Regions from separate parts of the Macaca mulatta genome. Here region 1 is linked to region 2. A link is a contact called in public Hi-C data. All regions are on one chromosome and are shown on one strand. Each heading gives the region's core, a stretch centred on a gene start, on an enhancer-like site or on the middle of the called end of the contact. The rest is flanking DNA. Distances are from core to core; before and after follow the strand shown.

Evidence for each region. Hi-C and Micro-C count contacts between places; a contact is called where the count stands out from the background.
Region 1: a contact with region 2 is called in a Hi-C map of fetal cortical plate, with 2.1 times the contacts expected there. The contact joins the promoter of EED here to the promoter of LOC114672368 in region 2. A contact is called at or near these places in 2 of 14 Hi-C or Micro-C datasets (fetal cortex germinal zone and fetal cortical plate).

The regions. Positions count from the first base shown.
Region 1 is chr14:86,839,375-86,842,145 of T2T-MMU8v2.0, reverse strand. It overlaps EED (embryonic ectoderm development), which reads right to left and starts at 1,444. Exons shown (of 12, transcript NM_001261266.2): 1 at 1,203-1,444. The coding sequence starts at 1,316.
Region 2 is chr14:86,668,035-86,670,794 of T2T-MMU8v2.0, reverse strand. LOC114672368 reads right to left here and starts at 1,433. Exons shown (of 3, transcript XM_077964165.1): 1 at 931-1,433. The coding sequence starts at 1,227. It overlaps PICALM (phosphatidylinositol binding clathrin assembly protein), which reads left to right and starts at 1,329. Exons shown (of 20, transcript NM_001266499.1): 1 at 1,329-1,560. The coding sequence starts at 1,431.

The DNA of each region.
Region 1 (2,771 bases), core at 195-2,694, 170 kb before region 2:
CCCAAGAATATCTATCTTGTCTCTGCAAAAAGAATCCTTTCCCATCTTAGTCATGACACCATTACATGTTCCAGCTAGGAATTATGACATAGAATTTAGAAACTGAATGTGGAAGATGTAACATTTATTCCTAAAACTAGCCAAACTGAGAAAATGAAGAACTTAACGCCACTCTCTGAAACATTTTAAGGATTTTTAAGATAGTCACAAGTTGTCATATATCATGAGAAGGAGAATCACCTTTTGGAGTAATATCTTTGAATAAATTGTCAAGATATTTCGTTGACCCTACTGGTTATCAACCTAAAACATGAAACTGAAAGCTTATTTATGTCAATTCGGCTCTTACTGGTGAGTCAACTAAAACCCAGTTGGGTTAAATGTTGGTACCGAATGATTACGAATATCCATTTCAGAACTTAAAAAAAATCTGATTGTAAAACATCTCGCACTTGGCGAAGCCAGGAGCCCATCCTTAAATACATCTGCCTATACCACTGTTGCCTAAATTCTTCCAGGTCGCCCCCCCCCCCCCTTTATCTTAAGTAAAAACGTTCAAAGAAGAAATCGCCCACTCTTACTCCTTCCTCAAAAGTAGTCACTCCCCACCCCCAAATCAAAAATCGATCCTCTCAATTCGGCTCCTCCTACAGAAAAGGCGACCTTCAGGCGCACCCGGTCTCCGCGGACAGGACGGAGGCGGACACAAAACCCCCTTTAATAAAGTCCCCCAAACTCCGCAAATCGAAGATCTCTTTCCAACCTGAAAATTCCACAAGGGTCTTAGAGTGACAACCCTTAACGCTCCTTTAACAGGGTCTCTAACTCTGCCCCATCCTTCCAACTTTCTTAGAAAAGTCTCTAACTTGCCTTTTAAACTATTAGAATCTCAGACCCGCACTCTCCCCTTAAATCTCCCCAAAGGCCAAAACACTCCCCATCACAAGCAAACTGATTTCAGGGCAGACCTCTCAGACCCAGGCAAACACTAGAACCACTCTCCTTCGCCTAGTTTCTGTTTGCTCTCGGCCCCACATCAAAATCCCCGTAGACAATTTCGATTTTCTCCCGCACGCCCGCGTTTTCCTGAGTGACACCTCTCCCTCCCCCCCACAGCAGCCCGCTCGTCCCCGCGCCCCCCGTTTTAAAAGAATTTAAAACTTTTACTCCGGAGTCTCTTAACTGCCAGGAGCTGCACTTACATTCTCGTCTCCAGAGAGGTCTGGGTTGCTGTTCTCGTCACTGCTCAGCTTCTGCTTCTTCGCCGCAGGCATGTCTGTTCCCGCCGGCGCAGTCGACACTTCCCTCTCGGACATATTCCTCCGCCTCCCTCCAGGTTCCTGCCGCCTGGGGCGGGGCCTCCGCCACACCGCCGTCAAGCAAGCCCGGCCCGAGCTTGCCGCAAAGTTGCCGCTGCCGCCGCCACCTCCACCGCCCCCCCCACTGTCGCAAATCGCGCCCAGCCGCCGAGGCGGGCGTGCGTGCGACCCCGCCACACTGCTGAAAAAGGGGCGCGCGCGCGCGCCCTCCCGCGCGGCTTCCTGGCTCGTTCCCTTCCCCAATTCCCGTCTTGCCCTTTTCCCGCCGCCCTCCCGGCAGTCTACACGATGTAAGATCCGTTGGATTAAGAGGGCAGTATTAAGTATGTCTCCCTTCCCACCACCGCCTCGGGAAGAGGCGAAACTCAAAGGGATGCTCCCTCACCCCCTTCCTCCTTCCAAAGACGTTTCAGCCGCAATTGGCCCGTTCCTTCGATCTCCGACCCGCTGCTAGGGAGCGAAAGTCTGTGGAATGGGCTACACCACCAATGTCCCAGGAAATGGGGGAAGATACAAGACGTCACCTCTTGCTTTAGCTGTGCATGCCACGTTTCCTTAATCTTGGACTTGGATGATAGCGCTTCCTGACAATTCACAGAACTATTCATAATCTAATTCTTCCTTGAAGATAGAAATACAAAAACAGTAACCTGCTTCCCCCTGACTTCCCCCATCTGGCGAATGGAAAGTACCCTTCAGGGGATGCGCAGGCGCCGTGGCGTACTCTTGCGCTGGGTTCGTGGAGACCCGCCTCCTCCAAGCCCCTCCTCTGTTTGAATTCTCGTTTGCTGAACCAGGTAGTTTTCTCCCCGGTTTCCGAATCCCAGGGTGGATTTCAAAGCGCTGCAGATTATACTCTAGACGTTTCATAAATTCTTGTCGGATATTTATTCTGTTGACTATTTATTGTAATGAATGATTATCCTTCCCAGTTGCTGCCATTAATGGTTAAGACTTAAATAGAAATATCCGAAAATTACGAAGCTAGATTCCAATGAGTTACAGCCGAAGTGCTCTTTTTAGCTGCTAAAGTATGATAGGCCCTGAACTGCGCCAAGGCCTAAGAATCAGTGCTCATCTCCAACTATTATGAGACTGTGAGACTTAACCGACAATGTTTTGTTTGTTTTTGCACATTAGATACAATGAAATTCTAGAAGGCAACACAACTGTTATACTTCACCAAAATATTTGCCTCTGTTACTATATCTATTCTCTACCAGGTGGCAGATAACATTGGTGAGCCTTGTGGAATTATTATATGGGCCATGAAACCATAACTGAATGAGCAGCAGGAAACGGAGAATGATGAAAAATAAAATACGGCATCCGCCACCCCCCTTTTTTTTTTCTTAGAACATGATTGTGACTACTTATCTATTCGGGCTTCTGTAAAAATGTCCTCATCTGTAAAAATGAGGAGGTAGGCAGGGACCTACCATTTCTTGGGCA
Region 2 (2,760 bases), core at 184-2,683:
ACATATAAAAGGCTTTGTTATGTATGGTCTGGGTCTCATTCAATAGTATTTCAGGATATAATACTTCTTTTAAAATGTCCACAGGGCAGTGTCAACGTCTTTCCATGGAAATCTGGCTCACCCAATAAGAGAAAAGAGGCCAAGGAAAGAAAGACTAAACCAAGAGAGATGGCAGGCAGCGATGTCTGGACTATTTGAATAGGACTTCTCCATTTACCGCCCCTCTCACTTCCTTCTATGGTCTGGACCTTTAATCACCACAGCAGTCAGCCATGTAGGGTCAAGCTAATCGCTGTTGACATCATCCTACCACTTCCCTTTTCAAATTCCAGTGAAGCTATGTGTTTCCTGTCCTATTCCACACCCTAGAGAATGAATACGGGCCAGCTAGTATCTAAATTTAGAATGGCAGCAACGTGTCGGGTTTTCGGAGTAGAGATAAACAAAACCAGGTGACATTTCCAAGCCTCCCAAGGAAAGGGGGTAAAAAAAACCTTTCTGGGGTAAGTAAATAAGGAGAGCTTCAATAGTTCCACGGTAGAGAGAGGCCTGCTGGCAGGTTCAGAAAATAGGCCGCCTGGAACCTTCTCCTTTAAGCCAGGAGGGCGGCTTTGGGAGGCGTCTCGAAATACATTTCTTGACTCTGCTAGGAAAGCTCGGGGAGCCAGAGGCCTAATACCCCCGACTTCAGGGGAAGCTGTGACGGCAGCGGCACCTCCTTTGTCAGGCTGTTGGTTTCAACCACAGACACGAGGACACACTTGAGTTGGGGGTAAGTGGAGAAGCCTGCCGCCCCGCCCCCAGCACGCCACCCTCGCCATTCCTCTCCCGCCCCGCCCCCCGTCTGTGACCCCGCGGGCCGAGCCTCAGGCGACCTGTTGGCAGGGAGAGTCACGTGACGCGCCAGCTGCGCACTCCCCTCGGGCGGACCTCCTGTTGCGCCTGCCTGGCGAGTTCCATCACGTAACGCGCGGGCGCCGCCCCGCTCTTCCCTCGTTGAGCGAGGGAGGGCGGGCGTCGAAGAGGAAAGGGAAGGGGAAAGGGGCGGGAGAAGGGAGGAGGGGCGGTGTCCGAGTCACGTGACCCGGGGGCAGCCCGGAAAGCTCCGAGGAGGAGCCTGGCGCCGCCATTTTCCTGCAGCTGCCTGTCCCTCTTACCCTGCCCGGCTCCAGCTGACCAGGGAAGGGGTGGGCTGAACTGAGGCGGGGGCAAGGGAGTGCCCGACATCTTGTCCGACTCCGCGGGTGATACAAGCCGGTTCTCTCTGGACTGGGTGGCAGCGCGCGGCCCCGAACCGCGCCCCAGGCCGGCAGGCGGGGAAGGAGCCGGTGGGGGTAGGGGGTGCGGTGGGGGGTGGGGACCCTCCGGCTCTTGGGGGTCCCAGTCCCCGCCGGCTGCTGAGCGGGTGGGGTGGTGGAGGAACTGCAGAGATGTCCGGCCAGAGCCTGACGGACCGAATCACTGCCGCCCAGCACAGTGTCACGGGCTCTGCCGTATCCAAGACAGTATGCAAGGCCACGACCCACGAGATCATGGGGCCCAAGAAAAAGCACCTGGACTGTGAGTGAAACCGACCGCGGCCCCCCTCCCAGGCGCCCGCGCGACCCGCGTCCTTCTCTCCCTCTCTTTTCTTTCCCCCGTCTGCTGCCTCTTCCCTCCCTGCGTCTTCTCTGGCACGGCGGGTCCTGTGCCCGTTGGGCTGTGTTCTTTTGCTTCCATCACACCTGCCTTCACGGCCTCCGCTCCCCATCTCAAAATCTGACAAGCCAGTCCCCTCCCTATTCCTAGGGGACCCTCGCCTCCTGTCCGGTGCGCTACCACACCCCATCATACCCAACCAACTTGCCTCCCCACCTGGCTTCGCACCCCCTACCCGTCTCCACTGCAGCCTTCTGCTCTCCCTTCCCACCCGTCCGGTGCCGCCTTGTCGCCCTCGCCTGAGCGTCTGCCCAGCCCCATTGTTTCTTCATCAGCCTTCTTCGGGTTTCCGCAAACGCCTGGTTCCTTGCACCCAAATCCCTGTTATCCCTCCGGGCTGCCTCCCTTGAAGTGATCCCCCACTTCCTTTGCTCCACTAGCTGCTTCTCCCATCCGTTCCTGGCTTTCTCGTCTACCTTCCCTCCCGCGTTTGGGTTACCTTTCATCGCCTCTTTAGTAGCTTCAGTGTAGTTTTTTTTGACTCATTTTATTTTAAATACCATACCCACTTACCCGACTTTTATTTCAGATTACCTTCTTTGTGAGATTGAAAGTAAAAGGATTCAATTTGGTGTAGGGAAAGCTTTCTGGAAAGTTGGGATTTTTATTTGCCTCTGGTGGAATTTAATCATTGTGTTGTCCGTACTTTTGACTGGGGTGAGTTTGTGACTGTCAACTCTGCTCCCCACCTTTTCAAATGGGGAGCTGGAAAAAGGCTTTTTGCTGATACTCTTATCAGTTCCCGGAACTGTTAACTCTGGCGGCTTGAATTCAGAAGCTTGAGTGTTAAGCGTAGACTGTTGGAATTCCAAATGGATTGATAAATTTACTTACAAATAACATACATCCCTTAAAAAACATTGGCAAGATGATGTTTGATGGTGCTTGAGTTTGGATACGTTTTAATTATGCCAGTTACCTTTTGAGGAACCAGCTTCTCTTACACGACACAGTATTCGTCCATTCGCTAACGTAGGAGCTGACTCCTCGGAACTTTTTTCTAACCTGGAAGTCACCTGTAATATCCTCCTTTTTCTTTGCGCTCTTTTACCTCAGGGTACA